Linked DNA regions of Gasterosteus aculeatus: region 2 is linked to region 1. The links are chromatin contacts, called in public Hi-C maps. All regions are on one chromosome and are shown on one strand. The core of a region is the stretch at or near the end of the contact, and the rest is flanking DNA. Distances in the headings are between cores, read along the strand shown. Region 1 overlaps svila (supervillin a). Region 2 overlaps zeb1b (zinc finger E-box binding homeobox 1b).

The links. Hi-C and Micro-C count contacts between places; a contact is called where the count stands out from the background.
Region 2: a contact with region 1 is called in a Hi-C map of blood and trunk muscle, with 2.4 times the contacts expected there. The contact joins two enhancer-like sites. A contact is called at or near these places in 5 of 6 Hi-C or Micro-C datasets (blood and trunk muscle, skeletal muscle, tail fin and 1 more).

What each region holds. Positions count from the first base shown.
Region 1 is chr21:7,290,953-7,297,357 of fGasAcu3.hap1.1, forward strand. It overlaps svila (supervillin a), which reads left to right. Exons shown (of 37, transcript XM_078097022.1): 36 at 523-543; 37 at 1,451-2,269. The coding sequence ends at 1,537. Among protein-coding and RNA genes, the nearest start is that of svila, 65 kb to the left of the region's middle. Within about 2 kb of position 3,384, at least 2 of the 9 cell types and tissues checked have open chromatin away from gene starts, as enhancers often do.
Region 2 is chr21:7,421,607-7,427,830 of fGasAcu3.hap1.1, forward strand. It overlaps zeb1b (zinc finger E-box binding homeobox 1b), which reads left to right. Exons shown (of 8, transcript XM_040167031.2): 3 at 327-488; 4 at 1,489-1,691; 5 at 2,258-2,363; 6 at 2,811-4,522; 7 at 5,690-5,870. Among protein-coding and RNA genes, the nearest start is that of zeb1b, 37 kb to the left of the region's middle. Within about 2 kb of position 4,460, at least 2 of the 9 cell types and tissues checked have open chromatin away from gene starts, as enhancers often do.

The sequences.
Region 1 (6,405 bases), core at 2,134-4,633:
TGGGCCTGCCAATAAGTGAGTGAACGAGAGAGGGTTTAGCTGGGGAGTTGAAACGTATAGTTGAATTGGGCAAAACAAAGTCCAACAAATGTGAGAGCGTTACGTAGAATGAATTATTGGCCGGTGTGGTTAAAAGAAAAAATATGAATACACGTATATTATCCCTCAGAATTCTGAGGGAATCCCTTTAAATAATAGGACTGGTCCTCATGGGAATGCAATAAGACAAACCAAGCAACACATTCATCGTTGGGTCTTTTCATTCGATTTATTCATATTCATAAGCGGTACGTGTACGAAGACCGGCAAATGTGTTTACTCAAATATGGCTTTCTGGAAGATTGCTCTTCATAAATACTTGAGGTTGTAGAAATACTTTCTGGAAATGTGTAATATGCATCATTGAGCTTTTTCAGATTTCATCTTCTGTTCATGGCGCTCTTCCTCTTTTCCCACTCTTGTCTTCATTTTCATCTTGTTGGCTTTATGTAAACTTATCATTTCATTCACTCTACCCTCCAGGGTGTAGGGGCTTATGGGAAGGTGAGTCGTGCTTGGGCATGGATGACCTGGACTAATGCTTCTGCTGCACAGCATCCTCACTCAACTCAACAATGGCCCATTTTCTATCCAAGTCTTCCTCATTGGTGTTTTTTTTCTCCATTTCCTCTCTGATAAAACGTCTAACTCGTTTATTTATCGGCATGTTCTGACCTACGTATTGAACGTATGAGCTCTGCCACTGTGTGAGCTGAGGAATGACAGCTGTGTTCTCCATCTCACTGACGCGTGGGTGATGTCACTCATTCCTCACCATGCAAGCCGAAGGATGTGTCAGTTCTTAGAGATGTCTCGTAGTTAGCTGGTCTGACATGACGTGTGACTGGCCATCAGTCTCTTATATCCAAGATATGACATTTTTATAACAAACTTTCCCTCATGTGCCACGTGAATGTTTCATGTAGTGCAGACGGTCTGTAACGTCTCTCCCTCTCTCTCTCACACACACACACACACGCACACACACACGTTCCAAGTTCTTCCGAGTGAGTAAAGAAGACCTATAGCATGTCATTTTTTTAAATCATTTAAATCAAATCCTCTGGTTTTTATTGGATTGCTGAAAAGTGGGCGGGCTTAAAAGCTTGTCCTCCAGCACGCTGGCTTGTCACCAGATTTATTGACTGAGGATATTATTGGTTGAAATTGGTCTGGATTCATTTACGTTACCACACATCATATTCAGTTTTACAGGAAGAGATGATGATGGGTTGTCATACAAATAAGGAAGAAATAGACTTTCTATTTCATGTGTTACACGGTTCCCACTTTGAATGGGTTTGTGAACTGGGTTGGAAAGGCATTTTTCATTTAATCCAGACTTTAAAAAGATTGGAGTTGGCCAAACAAGGGTTGCATCTCTTGAATAATCGGTGCTGTGCTCCCGCAGAAAGCCCTGCAGACCACCAGAGAGGAGTACAGCGCTTTGCCTGGCTGGAAGCAGGTGAAGCTGAAGAAAGCCAAAGGACTTTTTTAAGGGGGGTTGAGACAGCGAGCTGATCTGAAGACACCGGGATGCCTGGGACATAGCGGAGGTTGGGAGCCTCACCTGAGGTAACCACGACGGAGGAAGGGAGCAGCGAAGCTACGGAGAAGGTGTTCCTCCACCATCTTTGAGTCTGTGTTTTCCGGTCGTAAAGTTAGGAGACAAATGCACCTTTTGTTAAGTTTATTGAATTTAATGTTAATGTACATATGTACCATATGCAGAAAACAGCCCGGTCACCTTACATTGTCGGTCATGCGGCCTTCTGTGGAGAGTGGGAGCAGACCTGTCAGCCTGTTCAACACACTCCACTTCACGTGCTCTGCTTTTGCTTTATGTATTTGTCCATTACAAATCATTTATATTTATCTTTGAATATATATTTTGAAGCTCCATGAATATTCACTGAGCTATGAATGCTGAATGATATTGAGTCAGTCTGTGTCATATGATGATAAATACTGGAAATCACAGAACTCTCTGTACAGTTCGCCATTTTACAAATCCAACAAAGCAGCTTTATTTTTGCGTCTACTGTCGTTATTGTGTCAGAAGAAAAAGATGTAGGCCGGGGTGATGATGTAATGTGTGTAATTCTTTTTTTTTAATCTCTCAGTGTATAGTGCCTTGCTTTGTGTACAGTTTCTATACAGATCCTAGTCAGCACTTTGGAGACTTTTTGTGATATAAAGAAATATTAGAAAAATAAACTCTGAAAATGTATTAATTCTGAGCTTTTTTTTCTTTATTGACTCCATAGTGAAGTCGCATCTTAAGCAGCGTATATTGTAGTAAACACATTTTCTTTGATTCATAACATCAACCAACAGTATTTCTGATATCCTGTAGAGGGCAGTATAATACTAACTGTGTTCTAGGACATGACTGGTGCAGACCAGTTGTAGTCATGTATGTTAATTACTTTAAGTAACTCTGAACACACTGTTGTTCTACCAGTGTTATCCAGTAAAACGTTCTTACTGGACATCAGCTTCTTGTCATGTTGCCAGCTTGGAAATGATAGAACCCAGAAAGACTACAGCAAGAGATGGAATATGAAAAAGGAAAAGTACCAATAGTAGTAAGTAACCAAGTAGTAAGTAACAATATTCGTTCTTTGTTATGATGTACTGTGGGGATTTCACCTCCGTAATGACCTCATTCTATAATGTATTCATGTCTACGCTATTAAGACCGCAAATAGAGGTCACTAGTGACCACGTGACGTCAACGTGGCTCATCCTTGACCGTCTACACCGGTAACATGAATAACGTCAGACAATGTAAAATGGGTAATGGAGAGCTGGTGCGTGCTTGTTATTAATCCTCTTTCAAAGTGTCATAAGACTAATTTCAACCAAGAATATGTCATCAGTCAATAAATCTGCAACGTGTGACAAGGCAATAAAACGTTGTAGAATCCGTAACTTGAGTTTGTTTACTTCATGTTCTGACGTCACTGGGAATGTATTCTAAAATTAAATAGTATTATTAATGTTAGTTATACTGAGTAGGTCACGTATGGCAGCTTTCGGACTCGCAGGTAAAAGCAACAATCGGCCCTCCAACCTGTCGCACATCGCGGCCTCGTTTTCCAGCCTCGCGTCGGACTCTACATGCACGCGCACTCGCGCTAAAAAGTTTTCAGATGTTTTCAACATCAGCCTTTGGCCCGTGTTGATGAACGAGAGCAATTAGAGGGGAGTTCCACGCGATCCCACAGAACAATAAACACTTGCTCAATAGTTCCACGGACAGCCCGCCGCGGCTACCGGAGACCGAGAAGCAGCCTCTTCCGCGCGGACCGACTGACTGCTGCCCGCGTGCCTCACGCGCTTCCTCGTGCGCTCGCCTCCCGTGCTCAAGTTGTCAGACGGCAAGCCCGCGTGCCCTTGAACTCCTCAGGCCCGCGGGGGGGTCGATGGTCCCACCATGCCGACCCGGTGCAACATACTCCAGCCCCCCTCCCTGTCTCCAGGGAGAAAGTATGAACACTGTGGAGCCTCTCGGAGCCCCTCTTCACGTCTAACCATCTTTTTCCTTTCATGCAATCCCTCTTACAGGATGCATAAACATGAACTGACACACACACGCACACACTCGTACAGTACTGTGCGTGGACACACATGCCCACACACAAAATTTAGTAAGAAAAACACTGCAAGGAAAATAAAGTTAAAGGATTGATAAGTACATGAAACAAAACTGTCTTCCTGGATAATCTGTAGATCAATAGTTTGCAGAGGGACTATTTTCTAGGGGTGGGGAATATTTCCATTCTGCCATCCCCTCCTGTGAATTATGACGTTTTATTACTTGATCAAACAATGTTCAAAATCTCCCTTATAAACGTTTAATGTGTCGCCTATAGAGCACAGTTAACATGCGCCCTTAACTTCAGCGCTTCCTGTAACCTTTTGTGATAAATCCACGATTCCCTCAACATCTCCGTTAATCTGACATCTATTGCCATGGAGAATGGGACATTGGCATTAGCATTACAGGTAAACTCTGTATGCTTGGCCTGCCAACGCATGCTACATTTTTGAAACAACATCCATCTCCAACACGCAGGCTCCCATATCCTAAGAAACAAACCTGTGGAAGTGGGAATAGGGGATGAAGTGAAAACAACAAAGACTTATGACATTATGTATCAGTAACATATAACCAAGCCATATTTAGCTTGATGTTTAGAAGTGATTTATGCTTGCGGGACATGTAATCGGATTAAGGACCCCCCCCCCCCCCCCCAGTAAACACAATGTAGATGATACTATAAACTGTAACAGATGAGCAATTGTATCTTATCCTATATAACTTGAAGGTGTCCAGTCAAAAGACACCGAAGCAAAGGCTCACAAGGAGTCGCCCGCAGGAATGTGGAGACGAGCTCCAAGGTCAGATAGCTCTGTTGTTGTAGCTGGTTTCGGTGCAGATGACGTCAACGTGTCGTGGCGTGGAACATTAAACCAACCCAGAGCCAACTCCATATCTTTTAAACTTAAATAATAAAATAGACACCAGCACGTTACCCAATAAGAGGCGACTATGCCCGAAATGTTCCAATGAATTCAACCCAATGTTCTTTGTGGCTTGCGGACTTTGAATGCTCAGGAAACCTCTGCATCACAACTTCTTTTTTTTATTAAAACCACTTTATTAGGACTCCAAGAGTCCTGAAGTTCTTTGTCCTAGCCTAAAGGTTTTTGCACACAACATCCTCCAGAGCCATAAAAAGCCCAACCTTTATAGAACTGTTTTCCCAGGCTGAGTTGTACTCCTCACGAGGAGTGAATTAAACTAAAATGTTCTTGGACCTTACAGACCAGAGAGCAAAATGATTCTGTTTTGGGCATTTTCCATCACAAACCTGCAATCATGTAAAACAATATAATATGACTTGCCTTACCCAGCATAGACAATGTATTGCACTCTACGAGGTATGAAAATTACTATTAAAATTCAGTAATAATACATTATATATACTGTATAAGCGGGCGTTGTCCGCCGTGAATACTTTTGCGGCGCTTCATTTATAATGTATAGCATGTATTGCAGTGTTGGCCTTTGTAAAGGATCTAAATACTACATCAAAAAGAAATGGCGGTTGGCCGTTAACCTTCATTAGTGTGTGACGGCCCTTCACACCGAGTCAGCAGCGGCGGGGAAAGGTGAAACTCTAATGTTTGCGATTAATTATTAGATTATGCAAAGGGTAATTAAAATATCAGTCAATATTTACCGGGCCATATGCCACGGGTGCTTTTGCCGCCGCTGCTCGCCTTTTGAATTTTAATATCCCAAACGGGGTGAGAGGCGCCCTTTGGCAGGTATCTCTCTAATGCTCTTAACCATCTGTCAACGCGTAGCCCACTTCCACACCGACATAATGTTTTGTTTATGATAACAGTGTTAATTCAACACAGGCTTAGGTGCAAAGTGGCACAGTTGAGATTTAGCACCATTTATTCCACAATATTTGCATTTGGCGGCGTGCCTGCCCAGCGGCACTCCCCCCCACCCCCCTCCTCTGCTCCATCCACAGGAGATGACGAGCAGTGAACAATGAGAGTCCAAATAAGGCTTAGCACATATTCTTCTGCATGCTGTGTTCCCTTTTTGTTCACAGTTTCTATTTATGTGTGGATTATCAGTTGCTCTCAGCATCACAATGCAGCTGTGGGTTCCTCTCCTCTCCTGATTCCAGCTCTCTCCTCCTTTCCTCTCTCCTCTTCTCCTGATTCCTCTCCTCTCCTCCTCTGATTACACCTCTCCTAGGCTCCCTCCTCTCATTTATTGTCCTTTCATCTTTTATAATTCCTTCTCTCAATTTGTCTCCTCTCATCTCTTTTCCTCTGATCTTCTATGCTGATTCCTTTAATGCCAATAATATTCTCACCTTACCATCCATCTCCTTTCTTCACTTCATCTTGTGCCTTTACCATTCCTCACCTCTCCTCTCCTCTTCCCTTCACTTCAGGTCCTCTCCTTGCCATTCTTCACTTCTCCTAACCCTCTACTTTCCTCATCACCTTGCCCTTCCTCTCCTCTCCCCTCCTACTCTTCATGCCTTTCCTCTCTCCTCTCCCTCTTTGGGTTGGAAAAAACCCTCTAATCCACACACATCCTGTCCAGATCCTAAAAAAGCCACTTCAAAGACTGCAGCCTGAGATGATTTATGGGAAATGAATTTCAGAAAAAGAACTTTTCTTCTCTTTTCTGTTGCCCTGGGCTCTTAGCGGTAAGCTCTGCTTGTTAACCCAGATTTAGATCGCTACCCTGATGGAGCCCATAAAGCGGTGTGGATTTATATAATGTGGAGAGCTGCCACGTGCTTCAGATCCCCTCACTTGCTG
Region 2 (6,224 bases), core at 3,210-5,709, 130 kb after region 1:
TGGCCTTTGACGCTAATTAGTTTTCTCATCCTATTGTGAACAACAGAATTCAGGATGTTTCATTCTTTGCCCCCCCCGGCACCGCGTGCTTCATTCCAGGCTGTTGATTATGTCATGATGAAGGGCCCGGACTGTAAGATCCAATTCGGCTATAATGACAGTGCCATTATTGGATTATCACATTACAGAGGTTTGGGTTTCATACGCGCTGCCCGCATCGACAGAAAAACACGTGCGCCTGACAAATGACGGCGTGTTCAATGAAGCCTCTCCTTCGCGGGCGTGACTCTAATCTGTGCGCCTGTATTCCCCCCTCCCCCTCGCAGTGAAGGAGGAGTGCGCGTCGGACGGCGAGGACGACGGGAGCACAGACGCCCACTTGGAGGAGATGCTGCAGCAAGGGGACACGGCAGTCATCTACCCAGAAGCCCCGGAGGACGAGCCCCAGCGCCAGGGCACGCCCGACGCCGGCGTCCACGATGAGAACGGTACGGGACATAATAGCATGTTTGTGTAATTATCCATTTCCTCTGATTGCTTTAAATGACATTCATGTCCCTGTTGGTAGTGCACACAAGCCAGGTGTACAGTCTCACACACACACACACACACACACCAGCATATCAACCTGAGAGCTCAGTCAAAAAGCTCTTACACTATTACTGCACCTACCCAGTAATAACTCAATCCCCCCGGCTCTACCTGCTCCCCCGTCTCACCTTTAGGTGTTAACTTCCCCCATTAACGCCACTCTCCAACATCATTACAGCACGCCGTTATTTGTTAAGTGCAGCACATTGGGACCTTTTTATTGCTCCCTGGCCTTTTTTTCGCCTTTTACCTGCTGCCACAAAGGAGGATGGTGGAGAGGGGGGGGGGGGTAGAGGGCAGGAAGAGAAACTACAGCACCTGAGTAAATTTGTCACGTCTGCGTGAGCTCTCGGCTCACAGTCACCTGGGCGGTGTGTGCGCACGCATTCCCATCCCGAGGCCCTCACCAATACATCACCTGTTAACAAATTAATGCTTCACCTGTGTGGGAGCCAAGCAACCGAGACCCTCTGTCAGCGCAGCCAGGTGTTTACCCAGCTTACTTTTCCTCGTATGCGTGGGTGTTTTCCGAAAACGCACAATGGGCAATCAAATGGAATTTCAGGGGTAAAAGCTGTAATTGCTGCGCAAGAAGTACAAAAGCATAAATGAATGGAGGCCCCTGCATCGCTGCCGAGCGCGCCCCTTCCACAAGGACAGGACAGACAAGGACTATTACGGATCACTAATCGCCCTTTGTCCATTTGGTCACCTGGGAGCTGTTTACCTGTGGGGCAGGGTCTCTCAGTGGTGAACTCGCAGTGTTACTGTGGCAGGCCTTGTGTAACATCAAAGAGCCTCTGTCTATTGATTGAGTGGGTACAACACCCCCCCTTTCGCCCCTCCCCTTCACTCTGATATATGTCCTTACAACATTTGTCTTTTTTCTCCACACAGGAACTCCCGATTCGTTCTCTCAGCTGCTCACCTGCCCGTACTGCGCACGAGGCTACAAGCGTTACAGCTCCCTGAAGGAGCACATCAAGTACCGACACGAGAAGACGGAGGAGAGCTTCAACTGCCCCGAGTGCAGCTACAGCTTCGCCTACCGCGCTCAGCTGGAGCGGCACATGACGGTCCACAAGGGCGGACGGGATCAGGTAAAAAAAAAAAAAGGAGTGACTGACCAACAGGACAGGGTTGGATCCTGATAGCACAACTTCCCTGGTGAAACTAAAAAAATCCCCCTTTCCCCTGTATTTCATTATTTATGTGATTTTATTTAGTTTTTCCTACATAAGTGTTGTGAGTGGTAAGGAAAGGTATTTTTTTATTTTTACAAACTAGATACTCCTCTCTAGTCTGGTTCAACATTTTGCAGGATTTACCGGAAACATGTAGTAAGAAAGTAGTCGAATAATTTGTATGACAGATTATTCTGTGCTTCAGTTTGATATTTATATGCATCACGTTATAGTAGTCAAAGCGGCTGGATTGGTTCGCCAGAAGGTTTCAGTAGCGTTCGGTGGTGATTACGCTCAAAGTGATCCTAAATTATGCAAACCTACATGAAAGCTTTGTGTCTCCAGCAGCTCAGGACAAATAAACATGAACTTTTGCTCCGCGATTGATTAATGACACTGCGACGCAAATGATCAACGGTGCAAAGGTTGTGTTTTCAAGGTGCATCTCACTGAATGTCCCCCTCTCTTCCCATGTCCAACAGAGACACATCCCCCAGTCGGGAGGCAATCGTAAATTCAAGTGCACTGAATGCGGCAAAGCATTTAAATACAAACACCATCTAAAGGAGCACCTACGCATCCACAGCGGTGAGTGGACAACCCCGTCACCATGGCAGCATTTCGCTCGTGTCTGTGTGTGTTGGTTTGTGCATGCACGTGACACTGAACTTCTCTGCCATGATTCTCTGTTGGCCACAGATGGTTCCGTTGAACCGATATTTATGGTTTATTTATGTATTTACCAATTCCCTGTATTTAGACATCCTCAATTGTTTTTCAGTCCTTATTTTACCATAATTGTGTTTATTTTGGCATTATGGGACAGCAATTAGGGAGGGGCATTTCCCAACGGTGCCATTACATCAGCGTTTAAGCATCATTGAAATGCATTAGAGCTTTTTTCCTACTATACTACAATGCTCATTGCCTAGCTCGCTCACTTAGCTTCATTCACTAATGGAAATCCGTCTGCGTCCCCCCCCTCCTCCCCCCCCTCTGTTCTCTCTCTGTTGTCCACGTCATCGTTTTATTCAGGAGAGAAACCCTACGAGTGCTCCAACTGCAAGAAGCGCTTCTCCCACTCAGGCTCATACAGCTCCCACATCAGCAGTAAGAAGTGCATCAGCGTCATCTCAGTCAACGGCAGGCCGCGCTCGGGGAACGCCAAAACCCAGAGCCAGGGTCTATCGCCGGTTCTGCCCACGTCACCCTCGGCCCTCCACACCCAGATCAGGGAGAAGCTGGAGCACAGCAAGCCCCTACAGGAGCAGCTGCCACTCAATCAGATCAAGACCGAGCCTGTGGACTACGAGTACAAGCCGACCTTGATAACATCCCAAGCCATGGCCGCCATGAACGGCGGGGTTTTCAATGGAGGTGGCTCCACTCCTCTGCAGGGCACAGTGCAAGCCGTGGTCCTGCCCACGGTGGGGCTGATGTCCCCCATCAGCATCAACCTGGCAGACCTGCAGAATGCTCTCAAAGTGGCGGTAGACGGTAACGTCATTCGTCAGGTCCTAGAAAGCAATGCCAAAGGCCAAGGGCAGGTGAACTCGGGGTTAACCACTGGAATGCTCCATCCTGCACAGCAGCAACTCATCTCAGCCATCAGCCTGCCCATTGTGGGTCAAGATGGAAATGCAAAAATCATTATAAACTACAGTTTGGACCCCAACCAGGGGCAGCTCATGGCCCACAACCTGAAGAAAGAGTCTGAACCCACCTCTCCAGACCAGACCACCACTGACACCTTCAAGTCCCAGAAACTCCCTGAGGATCTGACCATCAGGAGAACCGGGCCAAATGAAACGAAAGAAAAAGAGGAAAACACCACTAAGACTTGTCTCCTGTGTGATAACTGTCCCGGTGGGCTGGAAGCACTCCATGCCCTCACGCACTGCAAGAAGGACGGCGTGAGGCTGAACGGAGTGGGCCTGGATAAGTCGGACTCTGCTGTTGCTGCCTTGCTTTCAGAGGGAGGTCTCTGTAATCAACCCAAGAACCTGTTGTCCCTGCTCAAGGCTTACTTTGCCTTAAACGCAGAGCCCACCAAGGACGAGCTGGCAAAGATCTCCGACTCAGTCAGCCTGCCAATCCATGTGGTTAAGAAGTGGTTTGACAAAATGCAGGAGGGTCAGATATCGCTGGGTGCCCCGACACCTCCCTCGGAGGAGGAGGAGGACACCTGTGAAGCCAGCAGAGTGGTGTCTCTTGTCCCGGGGAAGGACACGGCCAATATGAGCCCCTCCGGGACCCGGGGCAGCCCGACCGAAGCCACCCCAGCGGAAGTCAACGGCAGTCACAGCACCCCAGCCTCTCCCTCACCTCTAAACCTGACAGCTGGGGGTCCCGTCCCAGCCCCGCCTCCCCAGAGCACTGAGGGACCCCTAGACCTGTCGCTGCCAAGGCCCACCAGAGAGGAAGGGGAGAGAGTGGTGGCTGTAGCCCGTGTTTACCCCTCCCCTTCCTCTGGCTCTACCAATGTGGATGAACCCCTAAACTTAACTTGCACAAAGAAAGAGGCATCGCCACTCTCAGCCATGGGCGCCAGCCCCATCGCACTGTACGCCAGCCAGCCAGGTGCCAAAGCCCTTGACATTGTGACCACAATGCAATGCCTACGAGCACTCGCCACTAACAACAAACAGACTATCCTGATCCCCCAGCTGGCTTACACTTATACCACTACAGCCAGTAGCCCTGCTGGGACCCAGACGCAGGAAACCATCCACCTCAACGGAGTTAAGGTGTGTAATCATTTACTCCCCCAATGTGGCAGCTGAGTGTCCCAGTTTTCAAATGCAGAGTTTGACATTTGGGAAAACGTGCTCATTTGCTTTTTTTCCCCTGCGATTACACAATACTGCTCTCTGTAGGCGAAATATCAAGATAAGGAATAGCCTACATGTAGCTTAGCACAGACTGAAAATAGGGGGGAACAGCAAGCGCGAGAGCCCAGTAACAAGCACCTTTAAAGCACGCTAATGTAATGGACAAGGGAGGATGTTAATTTTAAGTGCTCAGAGCTGTATTTGCCTCATCAGCATTTCAGAGCTTTTGTTACTCTAGTTTCATTAGCGCAAGTCTGACAGCACAGTTGCTCTTTACACTACGATGCTGCTGGAGTTTGGTCAGCTACAGCAAACAGGTTTGACTTAGAAAACAGCTGAAAGCAGATTATGCAGGAGCGAATTTTCACAAGCAAGTGGTTCTGTCTTTTCTCTCTCTAGGAGCGATCAGTCAAACCCCTCCGTCCAGATCATTACTTCTCATTGTTCAAAATCCACCAGGACATGATAGATAGTGTGAAACCATCCCAAACGTAATCAATAAGTCATATATAGAAACGTCTGAATTCAGCCCTTAATAGTTCTTCATTGTGCCGACGCCTAATGATGGATGTAGATGGCTGCGGGTGTGTGAGTGATCTTCCCAGGCTGTCGCCTGGAGGACATGAGGCTGCACTTTACTGCAGAGCTCCTATTGATCTGATGGAATCTGTTTAAACGGCACACCTCTGCCTGCCTCATTGATTTATTGTTGTTGTATTATACTTTTGTGTTAAGTGGATTGGCATAGACCTGCCTTGTAAAATGGACGAGCTCCGTGTATATATCATCCCCTTAATACTGCCCCACATCCTGTTGCGCTGCATCAGTAGATGAGTTTTACCAGCCCAGGGATGGCAGAGAACCCGGAAGTGTGATGGTAAGTGAACAGGATGTGTATTAGTTCGGGCCAAGGAAACACTTGCTCATCCATAACCTGGAAATCCGGAGAGATTTTACTTTTTAAAAAGAGCATCCAAGAGAGATTTAAGTAGGCTGTGACACAGGCTAGTTTCCCGTGCTGCAGCGTGAGTCATTGGTCTTGAAAACCCTTTGAATACATCTGTGATTTGTCACATTCCTCAGGAGGAGAAGCACGACACGGGCTCAGAAGGCGTGTCCACCATGGAGGAGCAGAACGACTCGGACTCGGGCCCTGCGCGGAAGAAGATGAAGAAGACGGACGGCAGCATGTACGCCTGTGACCTGTGCGACAAGATCTTCCAGAAGAGCAGCTCGCTGCTGAGACACAAATACGAACACACGGGTAAATACCACCTCTCGTGTGTCATAAGACATAAAACAGCACAACCGGAACTGGTCTCACCAGCACTGTTAGTTCTTGGTAAAGATGAGTCAGAGTGCGAGAGAAAGGGGGATTTTGAGCTGCAGCCCAGAGAGGGGTGGACACCTCCATTCCAGCAGGTATTACTCAACACGCGCAGAAGAGGTCTGAGAACTTCTTTCCGCCAACTCCCCACCTCTGCACTGCCAGCTTCTCATGTGAAGCCCCTGAATGTTTCGCAAGAAGCGAGCTCTGGTAGTAATTTGGATTGCTCTGAGATGATGGTTCCGTGGCCAAGTGTGGGTCAACACTCTCAGAGGCGTTGGTTTGTTTTTT